Regions from separate parts of the Zea mays genome. Here regions 2 and 3 are each linked to region 1. The links are chromatin contacts, called in public Hi-C maps. All regions are on one chromosome and are shown on one strand. The core of a region is the stretch at or near the end of the contact, and the rest is flanking DNA. Distances in the headings are between cores, read along the strand shown. Region 1 holds the start of LOC100272489 (Amino acid permease 2). Region 2 holds the start of LOC100193956. Region 3 has its middle 48 kb from the start of LOC103640852.

Region 1 (4,252 bases), core at 654-3,153:
CCGGCCTTTGTGACCTCCTCAACTGGGAGTAGATTCATTGGAACTGAACCTCAGGAAACAAATCATTGTATTCATTTGTGTTGATCATTACCTTACGATTTGATTCTTCCTCTCCCCTCTCTAAGTTCTCTCGCTTACAATCTTTTTGAGTTAACTCCCAAAGTCATCCGCATCGATTGAGCAACTCATAGCAAGAAGAACTCTCTTCCACACTCCGAATTCATTATTATTTATTTCTAATCCTTACCCCAGGAGAAGTTCGTGTTCAAAGTTTATAAATTTCAGGTTTTGCCTATTCACCCCTCTAGGCGACTTTCACCACCTTTCCAGCTCGTGTTGAGCTAGATCATATGTTGGAATGGGGGAGTGGTGCAAATGAAGCACAACACAACCATGAAAATTGAAGTTTGTGTTGCATAATAAAGCAAAAGCGGAGCTTAAAAGGTATGGATTCAGTTTACTGGTCTTTTGTCTGATATGAATCAATTTCTTCTTATCTAGGCGGTGGGTTGAATTATGGGGGTGACAAAGGCAGTTGATATGAAATTCACATATAAGTTTGATGTATGTCGGTTGCAAGTTTTAGTGCTTGATCCAAACCTTATTCCTCAATTTGTGGATGTGGTGATTGGTGACCATTTGTATGAGCTACATTTTCATGTAGAGGAAAATATGAATGAGGATAATCTCGAACCGATGGACATGGATGACTGTGGTTTTGGTGATCGATGCAGATTTGACGGGGGACAAGGCACCAGAGTCTCGGGATAAAGATTTATCTAAGCAAGCTAAACTTGCGAGATAGGAATCCTCAAGAACTAAGGCAGGGGAGGCTAGTAACCATGGCAAGAAGGTGGTGGTGCTAGATTTGCAGAAGGAGGTTCTTGCCCCTCTGTGTCCAAGGGTGCTGAAAATTGGGCTCGGGTTTCAATATCTCCTAGAGTCCTTGGTTCGAGTTCAGTTTTGACCATGGGTGAGGTTGCGACTATGTCTCTGGAGGTGATGAAGTTGGCTGCTGTACCTAAGGCCAACGTTGACATGTTCGTTGCTCATAGGAGCAAAAGAAGGGTGGTGTCTAGTGCTGGTGACTCAATTGAGAAGGCTACCAAGCTCAAAGCTGCCAGAAACCTCGATAGTTCTTTTGCTGAAGGTTCGGAAAATACATGCTCATATTTAAATTTATCTTGTGATGATGTTGTGTCCAAACTTAAACAAGTAGGTTTTAAGTTTCCTAAATATTCAACCAATTGGTCGTTTTGTTCTTTGTCTACGGTCTGTTGTTTGTGTCTAAATGAGTGATGTAAACTGTTGGCCACACCCTTCATGTGAAGGAGAGGCCGGATCGCTTCTTTCCATTATAAAAAAACAAGATAATACAAAATAAACCTTTAGAAGTATATATAACTGATCCACATATATGTCATTACACGGTGGCTAACATGACAATCACATCCACGCATCAGCGGTATAAAACATGACAAACTATGTATCATAGCAAAGCATTCAAAGCGAATCCAACTATTTAATTTTCAATGAAACCGAACCAAATATTCAAACAGGTTTTGACGATAATGAAGGATTACACAAGGGTATGTTTCATCAATGGCTGACACAACGCAATGCGAAGCACGCCGTGACCCACACCGTACCCGCGGAGTCCAAACGCCGTTGACCAGAGAGGCACAGCAACAAAAGTATGACGAGACGAGAGACAGACTGATGTAGCCCGGCACTCAAATCCAACGAGGAGATAGAAAAGAATTAAAAAAGAGAGAGAAAAAACAGAAGTATAGACGCGCGAAAGGCAGCGCTGACCAGAAACAGAGAGACCTCTGCCTCCTCTCTGCTCTCTATATAATAGCCTCGTCTCTCCCCAGCCTTCTCCCGTCCCACACTGCCACACAGGCACAGCCTCTCGCGTCACCTAGGCACCTAGCAAGCAAGAAGCACTCGGGAGCACTTGCTTCCTGCGCTCTTCCACTCCGACAGTCCGACGAGGAAGAAGAGATTCGATTCGAGGGAGGGAGGGAGGGAGCTCGTTGTCTCAGTTGGCCATGGCACCCGCGCCGCACAACGGACTGAACAACAACCACCCGGTCGCGCCCATGGATGTGTCGGTGGAGGCCGGGAACGCCGGAGCCGCCGAGTGGCTAGACGACGACGGCCGGCCGCGCCGCAGTGGCACGTTCTGGACGGCCAGCGCGCACATCATCACCGCCGTCATCGGCTCGGGAGTCCTCTCCCTGGCGTGGGCCATCGCGCAGCTGGGCTGGGTGGCCGGCCCCGCCGCCATGCTCCTCTTCGCCTTCGTCACCTACTACACGGCGGCGCTGCTCGCCGAGTGCTACCGCACGGGCCACCCGGAGACGGGCAAGCGCAACTACACCTACATGGACGCCGTGCGCTCCAACCTCGGCGGCGTCAAGGTCGTCTTCTGCGGCGTCATACAGTACGCCAACCTCGTCGGCGTCGCCATCGGCTACACCATCGCGTCGGCCATCAGCATGAAGGCCGTCAGGAGGGCCGGGTGCTTCCACGCCCACGGGCATGCGGACCCCTGCAAGAGCTCCAGCACCCCGTACATGGTCCTGTTCGGCGGTGTCCAGATTCTCTTCTCGCAGATACCGGACTTCGATCAGATTTGGTGGCTCTCCATTGTCGCCGCCGTCATGTCCTTCACTTACTCTTCCATCGGACTCTCCCTCGGCATCGCACAGACCGTCTGTAAGTTGTCGGATTCTTCAATCGGATCATATGCTGCTGTATTCTTGGTTACTTACTCACATGCTGAGCCTGAGCTCGATTGTTCGCAGCCAATGGTGGGTTCAAGGGCAGCCTCACTGGCATCAGTATTGGCGCCGGCGTCACCTCCACGCAGAAGATCTGGCACACGCTCCAGGCGTTCGGCGACATCGCGTTCGCCTACTCCTTCTCCAACATCCTCATCGAGATCCAAGTAAGCAGCAATTGCAAGCAATCCCCTCTTCACCTCCACTGTTTATGTTCTGTTTCTTCTAACCACGTCTGCTCCGGCCCTTCAGGATACGATCAAGGCGCCGCCACCGTCGGAGTCGAAGGTGATGCAGAAGGCGACGCGGCTGAGCGTGGCGACCACGACAGTATTCTACATGCTGTGCGGGTGCATGGGGTACGCGGCGTTCGGCGACAACGCGCCGGACAACCTCCTCACCGGCTTCGGCTTCTACGAGCCCTTCTGGCTGCTCGACGTCGCCAACGTGGCCATCGTCGTGCACCTGGTCGGCGCCTACCAGGTGTTCTGCCAGCCCATCTTCGCCTTCGTGGAGCGCCGCGCCGCCGCGGCCTGGCCGGACAGCGCCTTCGTCTCCCGGGAGCTCCGCGTGGGTCCCTTCTCCCTCAGCGTGTTCCGCCTGACGTGGCGGTCCGCGTTCGTGTGCGTCACCACCGTCGTCGCCATGCTGCTGCCGTTCTTCGGCGACGTGGTGGGGCTCCTCGGCGCCGTCTCCTTCTGGCCGCTCACCGTCTACTTCCCCGTCGAAATGTACATCAAGCAGCTCCGCGTGCCCCGCGGCAGCACCAAGTGGATCTGCCTCCAGACGCTCAGCGTCAGCTGTCTCCTTGTCTCCGTCGCCGCTGCAGCAGGATCCATTGCCGATGTCATCGCCGCCCTCAAGGTCTACAAGCCGTTCAGCGGTTAGCTTCGCAGGCAGAAGGTGGGAGGGATATATGCAAAAACGATTGCGGATACTGTACTGCTCCATTAGTTGGCAGGATCTAGCAATTAGGTCTTATACTTTTTTGAGATGAGATGATGAATTAGGTATAATCTGCTATACTTTTTTGCCACTAACTTGTTACACGGTCAGCTGATGAAGCGCAGCAGATGTGCGTCTGTATACGTGAGATAAAATATAATCATCAAAACAAGTTATTTTATTTTTCTCGAACAATCTCGTGAAATTGCTAGTTATGAAATACTCTCTCCCTAGAAAAATTTGAGATCTAAATAAAGACTATTCTCCAACAACTACTTAATGAGCTCTCACTTCCGTGCGCATGCAACTGCATTGGGCTCGATCAACAACCTGAAATGGCACGCAGCAGCTGCAACAGTTCGCACGGTGAAATGGCGCACAACAGCTATTACATTGAGCCGGTTAATAAAGAAGAAAACTTTTTTTAGAAATCATCAGTATATCGACAAAGATATCAAGTAACACACTTATGACTCCAGATCAAGAGGTCCAAAAACTACAAGCAGATGTATGCTTTT
Region 2 (4,252 bases), core at 672-3,171, 440 kb before region 1:
CAGAGGCATGTCTCTAAAAATAATGATCCTATTTTTAGAGAAGGCATTCTTCATATTTGTTATAATGTAAAGGCCTAAAGACGGAGAGTTCTACTATGATGGACGAAATCTTCCGATCCTATCATAATAGGAAGACGATCCATATTGAGGATATAGAAATGAATATACATTTATTTAGTAGTTATGACACTTCATAGACATTTATATATATATTACTATTAACATTCATTTTAATGTACATATTCATTTGTATACATTAATCTGTGTGTGCATTAATTTGACATTATACACATGTACATATGAATTAGTTATTGTATACATAAAATTTGACACATTTAGTTCTGGTTCCCGGTATCGGTGGTTGAGAATTTGGCATTGTAGCTGGTTCCCAATCGATACCTATGGCCCATTCTCTAAGGTTGTCTATGTAGACCGTGCAAAACACTGTTTTATATTGTAGATTGTATTGTTTACAGAGTAGAGTTTAAATTAGAAGAAGAGATAAAGATGTGTGATAGGAAAACTGAAACTGTTTCGAGACAACCTTCTAGTGGGTGCCTCTTGGTTGAGCCTCTAATTAGTAATAGAAAGATGCCAAGCATTGCTAGTTAACTGTTTTTTTTTTTGGCAAGTCCCAAGTGTCCAAACGGATTGCTGATGTTGATGCCGAGTTTTTTTTAATTCATAGTAGTTTCATTTCATAGTATGATCGTGCGGTTAGGCTTAGGCACCTATAGTTTGATGAGTTGTACTACGTAGTTTGCTTTTAACCGGTAGCGAGCACCACCGCCTAGCTAGCCCCTGCATGGCTGCATGCCCCCTCTCCCAAGTTTTCTCCGGCGGAGGCGCAGAGTGGACCCCTAGTCAACACGACAACGTTAATAAATACTACAGGCGATTATTTCCAACCGCAGCGTGTTCTTCGCCAGTCTACTAGGGGCTGGGCTGGGCTGGGCTGGCTGGTGTGTCCTTGGCAAGGAAGCCACGGAAGACTTGGGCGTACGCTACAAGGAAACTGCCCACCTCTAGAGATGTATGCGTTTCATCGGATGGAATGTTTAAACGCCAATTATAAGTATTAAATATTTTATAATTATAAAACTAATTAAACAGATAAAGACTAAACAACGAGATTAATTTATTAAGTCTAATTAATTCATAATTAGAAAATGTTTACTTAGCTTCATATGGGTGAATCATACGAACTAATTAGACTTAATAGACTCGTCTTACTGTTTAGTCGTCATCTGTATAATTAGCTTGGCAATTAGACTATATTTAATTATCGTAATTGATACGAACTAAATGTTAGTCATGACTCATGAGAGACGAACAGTGCCTCAGTCATCCTGCTCAGGTGGCCTTTTATGAATCGTGTAAAGTAGAGAATGTAGAACTATAGATAATATTGTTTATAAAATAAAGTTTAAAATATAGGATATGATATGGAACAAGACAGGAGATAGTCTCGCCGCATGCGACGTCCAACGGAGATAAGGAAGCGATTGTACACGTACCCACTACGTGTCGTCCGCGTGCAAAGCTACTAGCGAAGGTAGTAATATTTAGAGCACGGAGACAAATATTCTAGAACGTAGACAGTAACATTTAGAGCACGGGCATTATATTGTACACGTACAATATGGCAAAGAGCCGGAGCTATTTCGAAATTCGAACGTGTATCAAAACAACAAGGGCTAAGGTAGGCAGGTAGCAGTAACATTCTGCACTGTCCCGTTGGCCCCCACGCGCAGCACAGTACATGTCCGGCCTGGCGGGCCTCCACTGGCGTCGTCCTCTACAAGCGAAGCACACCGGGCCTACATGTCTAGGTGGGCCCCCACTACCGTCCTCCTCCTCCCCCCTCTTCATCGAAGCAGCCTCCTCCAGCTCGGACTCGGAGCTCCACATAATAATATCTGCTACTTGTTTCCTCTTCCCAGTATTGTGATTCCTTCCATTCGTGAACAGAATTCCCCTCCCTCTCTAGATCTCCCCCTGCTAACGAAGGTCAGTCATGAGCCCTATTCGCGCTGCTGCTGCTGCACGTAGGCGGCCGGCATTATTATTGCCTTTCCGGCCACCACTTTGCACTGCTGTGTTTCCAGTCCAGCTGATGATATACACGATGCTTCTTCAGACAGACCACCACCACCAGTAATGCCGACCGCGAGGCGCACGCGCATCCCGGCGTTCGGGGAGTGGAACCACCACCACCACAGCAACGGCGGCGGCGCGTGGGCGCCGGCGGTCATGACCCCGTCCTTCGACTTCGGCCACGCAATAACAACGCCGCACAAAGCGCCGCAGACGGTATGTACGTACGTACGCGCGCGCGTTATCCAATCCAAAGCCCACAACGATGCGTCGGCTTGCTGCTTATCGACGAGACGAATGGGTAGTAATGCTCGTCGCGTCGCGCGTGCGTGCGTGCAGCAGGGGAGGCGGCGAGGCGCCGCCGACGGTGTCGTCCACGCGGCCAAGCTGGCTGCGGCTGCGGCGGCGGCGGAGCCTCACCAAGGCCACACGCAGACCACGAGGCGGAGCAAGGTGGCCGACTCCGGAGCCTACGCGCAGGCCGCGGCGGCGGCGAGGAGGTCCTGCTTCGCGCTGGCCAAGCCCGTCGACGACGACCTGTACGGAGTCCCTCCCGACATGCTCTACGGAAAGCCGCCGCCGCCGGGAGCGAGGGTACGTAGTACGTACGCACTTACGCTCATTACTAGCCATGATTTATTTGCTGTCCATTTTGCATCGGGAAAAAACGAAAAAAAATGCATGCTACCTTAATGTAAAATCCCATTAATTAAAGAGTTTATTCAGAGAGCTTTACGTGCTCTTAGCGATCGAACGAGCCATTCAATCCCAAATATCCATTATTTAGAACACATAAAACCCAATCCCAAATGTCCATTATTTAGAATACCTAAAACCCACGTTAACCGCATGGAGTGCAAAATTTTGTCACCAGGATTTGCAGTCATATATGATAGGTATGTACAGTGAAGAGACACTAAAACGATTCTCTAGGCACTAGAATACATGACGAATTTGTAGAGCAAGAAGTGAAACGTCTATTGCTAGAGATGTTCCACCAATTTTTTTTTACAAATGTACTCTTTAAACACTTCAAAAGACTCTATAGTATTAAACATCAATGTGCATGCAGTGTTCTTCATTACTCGTACCGGGGCCTTAACGTTCACGTGATGATTTTAACGTCCACGACCGCATTGCAGAAGGATGATGGCTGGCGGAGGATCCTGCGGCTGCTGGGGTGCTCGTGCTTGAGTTGAGCCCGTCGTAATGACCGCCGGACACAGCCGAGCATTATTGTCACGGACAACAAGGCTGCTGGCTAATCAGGGCGCGGGCTTTTTGGCTTCCATCCTCCTGTACGTACTACAAGATGTCTCAACTTTTGGCGCCTGCTGTGATCGATTGATGACGGGCCGGCAGGCAAGACGTGACTGACGTGCCGGCCTTGCGTTGCGTGGGTCTGTGCGTAGGTGTGACGTTCGTGTTGTGACTGTGTTCGCTGCTGACCGCCTGTCCTTTGTGACTGCTTCAAGCTAGTAGATTCTAGGATTTAGAGGTTCTTTATTTATGTGTGTGCGTTCTCGTTTGTCGCTCACCCTCACCGCCTGTAAAACCCCACCTAAAATGGTCGTGCTATCCGACAAATAGGCTTTTCACATCGTACTACTATTTAGCATCGGACAGTACTGACACAAGTATATATAATAAGACCCTGTTCATGTACCATCCTAACTTAAACAAGTTTAAAGATAAACAAACAAACAATATGTGTTATTAGGTGGATTATGTAATCTATATACCTAGATTATAATAATTAATCCATAAGCCTATGAGTGAAAAAAGACATACATACCGCAACTCCTCGGTGCCAACTTTGGTTTCCACTTACTGTCCCTCATCATTCACCACCTCGATCTATATAGGGTTGCCACGATGCCTACAACACTTCAACCTTTCAGCCTCTTTCCTGAATAGCATATAGTTGTTTGGACATGCATCAATCTTCTCATATTTTCAAACATAAGGCCAGCCAGGCAACAACTTTTTTTTTCATCACAAAATACAAATTCCTAGGCACCTTAGGGCTTGTTTGGGATCAAAGGTAATGGAGTGGATTGAGGGGGCTAGAATCCCCTACTACTTAATTTTGAATAGTGAGGGATTATAGCCCCCTCAATCCCCTTCATTACCCTTTGTCCCAAACAAGCCCTTA
Region 3 (4,252 bases), core at 1,308-3,807, 280 kb after region 1:
GTCTCCATAGAATAGTCTTACACGGCCCAGAAATGGCCAACTATGAACAAACTTCATACCAACTAAACTCTATAAAAATATATTCATTTTGTTGAGTACAACTGAACAAGGTAATAATACATATAGAAAAGAACAGTTTTATTTGTCTAATGATGGTTTTCTGAATTAAAACTAAAATTTATTTACCATATGCTTTCCCATATAATAAATATGCATATTTTCATTGTATTGCTTAACACAGTTATAGATCAGTGGGAACTCCAATTCATCTGAAAAGAGAATATGTATAGGCCCTTTGTTGACAAGGAAAAAAATTAAAAAGAAGTGATCACTCTGTACCAAATCCACCCATCCTAAATTAGTTTAGGTTTTAGATTTCAAACGTGGGAATTTAGAAGTAAAGATGTGTGGTGCGGAAAAAACAAGAGAGAAATAGAGATAGAAATGTGTTGCTAAAAAAGATGTATTGTTAGAAGAGAAATATGCACCGGAAAAGTGAGAATGACAACTATTTAGAGACAAAATTTAATCATATAACGTTAACTACTCTAGGACGGAGGGAGTACCTGATTTCATAACTAAAAACATTTGACAATAAAGAACTTGCATGGAACTGACCATAACACGAAACTTTTTATAATCCAGTTAGCAACTGCTTCTTTGCCACATAAGAGCACCAGGATATTTGCATCTTTGCGCAGCAATTAGTACACATCTTAGTTTTCAGATATGATAGCTGAACTTAACTGAAATTTCCATGGAGAATATTTGGTGCCCGAGTTTAACTAACAATTTATTCCATATAGCAATAAAAAATCATAGACTGCATGCATTTTTTGCTTGGGGCTTGAGGAATAATATACAGATGTCTGTGGTCCTCTGTTTCATAGAAATCTAGCAAATATTGAGGAGCTTGATATCAGAGATAACTCATTGTATGGACCCATTCCTGAAAGCAACGTCTAGCTTACGCTGCTATCTAAAGAGGAGTAGGATGCAAGATACTTACATGGTCGAGCTGAGACTCCAAATATAGTCTGCAGTCTTACTAAAAAAATCAAATACCATGAAGGTCCATCTGGCAATCTGAACTTCCTATGGAGTAGACGTTTCTGAAAATACCATATATCATATAATATTTGCACATAATGACATTATGATTTTGGCCAGTAGTATCTTAATGAACTCATATTATACGGCGTATGTAAGATTATACACAAAATCACTCCCAATAAGATAAGGATTCACAATCGTCTAAATTGAAGTGACTGATTAATGAAAAAGACAACATATAATAGAAGAAAGCTTACAAACACTCATCAAGCACCGAAAGTGGTAGCATAAACAGGGTAGAAATCGGCCAACCTTTGAGCCATCACATGACACATCATCGACGAGCCAACGCACCTCCGTTGGGCGCCAGGGGATGAGCAGTTCGACCGCCTCCCCGACGTCGACGATGGGGAATAGGCCCACGGTGGCAGCCTTCACGGTCCTCGCTTGGAAGGCATCAGAGTGGTCGGGGACCAAGGATGAGGAAGCGACGATGGGATCGAGGTCGACCGCGAGGAGGCTGTGGAGGTACGGGGCCCACTGCCACGTCGCCGAGGCGCCGAAGCCGTGTAGGAGGTGCACGGGGCACCGCGGGGGCGCCTAGACCTAGCGCCGCATGCGGGCGCCCCGGGTTCTGTCGTTGCCGCCGTGGGCATTGGGGGCGGGTGGGAGCACGAGGTACCCTATCGACCTCTGGTGTTGCGACGTGCAGAGGGGTGAGCGGCGAAGGCGGCCATCGCGCGGCGTTGGCGGTGTCTCAGGCGGGCTTGCGCGGTATGGCTGTTTGGTACAGGGCGGAGGGCGGGCGCTAGCAAGCTGAGGCTAGGGGGACGGGGGCGCGGGATGTCTGGGGGAGGGGCGCCAAATGCGCCGCCTATCTCGGCGAAGAGGAGAATGGACGGCGGCTATTGCGTGCGGGGCGATGGCGGTCGCAGCACCGAAGCCGCGCACGCGATTAGGATTGGCAGCACAGTGTCGAGAGACACGGGTGAGGATTTGGGGCGCGGACCCGGGGTCAACGGCGCGGAGGCTGCTTGCACGGGGATGGCGTGGGCGCCGGCGGCAGGCGGGGGAGGGGAGGGGAGTGGCGGCATCTACGTGATTGGAGGATATTTCGTGAAGGTGAAGCAGAGGTTTCGTGAGCGAGAAGGCCGGGGAAGGGGCTGACGTGGATTAGTCGGACGACTTGAAATGAGAGGTACATAGTGAGATATACGACCGTACTGGGATAAATTTAGGATAACGGCTGCAGACATTCTTATTGTTTAGACTGTCTCAAGCAGCGATTCTATTATATCCACTAACTCATCCCATAATTCAAATTTCACCACGTAAACAGCCTAATTTACTGTGTAAATCCTTAACACGTAGGACGTGGGGTGAGGCGATTCGGGGTGCCACACTGTCAGCAGGCAGCAGCGTGGAAGGCTAGCGTGGGAACGCCCGCGCGCCCGTTCTAGCGTGGGACAGGAGGGAGTTTGGGCTGACAGGCCGGGTGCGTGGGCCGCGGCAGGCCAGGCTTGCAGGACGAGAGAGTGTCTGCTGCCTGCTGGGCTAGCTGCGCGGCTAGCAGGCCAACCCAGTGAAACTGAGAGGTAACCTATTTCCTGTTTGAGCTATCTATATCTATGTCTATACTTCTATACTCCTATATAATCTACTAATTAAAACATCACTAAAATGAAAATAACAAATTACCCTAACTAAATCCACCATTAAGACCAATGTCCTCTCTCAATCAATAGCATCCCATAATCAGTATTTTTTTAGATCATCCCATGGTCAGTATTTTAATTTTTTGGATATCCGGTCGTACCTATCCACTGTCCCTTCCATTTTATCAACTCGACCTGGCATACAAAAGCAAGCAACCACTCAAGTTTTTTTAGACGTCCACATTTAACATGCTCGGAAAGATTAAAATGCAAAAACATGCACGAAATTTTTTCAGACCAACACACTCTCCTTTAAAATTACATTTTCAATTTTTTATGTATCCTGTATGTTGTCTACCCCAACTTGCTTGGAATAAGATCATAAGAAGACTCTATTGTTGTGTTTAATGCATCATGTATGTTGTAAAGAATCATGCCAATTGACAAATCACAATACCCATATCTACAAACAAGTCCCAAAATATACACAGGTAAAACAAAGCTATCTTCACATTCCTTCAAAGACTTGGCAGTTCTATTTGAAGTATTAGTTTTAGAAAGCTAAGAAATGAGCATGCAGATTTACTAGCTAAATGAGCGGCATAGGGGCTCCCACTTCCTTCGGAAGTAATCATTGAAACTTTAAAAACACCTTCAGTCGAGCTCATGAAGCGAGCGGTGCTTACAATCTCACCAGTACACAGTGAAGATTAGAGGACTAAGATTGTATCTTTCCTGCAAGGAAATTATCCTTCGGACAACGAAGTTTACATAAAAAGAATGCAAGCTAGGACAAGGCCTTACATGATCATAGGAGAATTATATAAACAAGGAGTTTGTTGTCCATTGCTGAAGTGTTTGTCTAGAGCCGAAGGCCAAGAACTAATGAAAGAGATACATGCAGGGGTATGCGGTGCTCATTGAAAGGGAAATAGGGTCAAACCTTTTGTAACACCCGGGTTTTAGGGGTCCAAAGCCGGGGCGTAAACATAATCACCAGGTGTGCTGGGACCAAGTCTCACACATATGATGAATCATGGCACAGGATCGAATGTCACATCTTTACTACATATCAGGAGTTCTATACAAAATAAGTAAATAATTACATTATAAGGAGACAACAGTCCAGCAACCCAAAGTTGACTGGGAGACGACGGCCTAGACCTCTCACGAACACATCGCAGCATCCTCCAAGCGCCTCATCCTGCGGTACCTGTTCTTGACCTGTGGGGGGGTGTGAGACAGCAAGAGTGAGCTCACATACGTTCATCGCTCAACAAGTTGTGGGGAATAATGTGTATGAACTCGCCAAAGGTGGGAGCTCATGTGAAGTGTAAGGCTTACCAAAGAGGATGGTTAGAGCTGAGCATTGCTTTTAAAGTTAGTCAAAATTTTATTAGCAGTTACTAAGTATAAGTAAATACAAACCCAATTAAGTAATAACAAAAGTAACAACATCACCTGCGGTGCAATGCATATGACAAATTGAATTTAGTTCCATAAGTTAATCATGTGAGTGTCCGAGCTGCTCTTGACCGTGAGCA

What was found. Hi-C and Micro-C count contacts between places; a contact is called where the count stands out from the background.
Region 2: a contact with region 1 is called in a Hi-C map of tassel, with 2.1 times the contacts expected there. The contact joins the promoter of LOC100193956 here to the promoter of LOC100272489 in region 1. A contact is called at or near these places in 2 of 25 Hi-C or Micro-C datasets (ear and tassel).
Region 3: a Hi-C map of ear shows a contact between it and region 1, with 2.1 times the contacts expected there. The contact joins the enhancer-like site here to the promoter of LOC100272489 in region 1. A contact is called at or near these places in 2 of 25 Hi-C or Micro-C datasets (ear and tassel).

What each region holds. Positions count from the first base shown.
Region 1 is chr10:11,187,307-11,191,558 of Zm-B73-REFERENCE-NAM-5.0, reverse strand. It overlaps LOC100272489 (Amino acid permease 2), which reads left to right and starts at 1,903. Exons shown (of 3, transcript NM_001146958.1): 1 at 1,903-2,724; 2 at 2,814-2,956; 3 at 3,042-3,824. The coding sequence starts at 2,055. The coding sequence ends at 3,677.
Region 2 is chr10:11,624,953-11,629,204 of Zm-B73-REFERENCE-NAM-5.0, reverse strand. It overlaps LOC100193956, which reads left to right and starts at 1,921. Exons shown (of 4, transcript NM_001175726.1): 1 at 1,921-2,010; 2 at 2,141-2,313; 3 at 2,437-2,691; 4 at 3,240-3,764. The coding sequence starts at 2,161. The coding sequence ends at 3,296.
Region 3 is chr10:10,904,901-10,909,152 of Zm-B73-REFERENCE-NAM-5.0, reverse strand. It overlaps the pseudogene LOC103642299. Among protein-coding and RNA genes, the nearest start is that of LOC103640852, 48 kb to the left of the region's middle. Within about 2 kb of position 2,557, at least 14 of the 20 cell types and tissues checked have an H3K27ac peak or open chromatin away from gene starts, as enhancers often do. A contact at or near this core is called in ear and tassel, where this site is marked.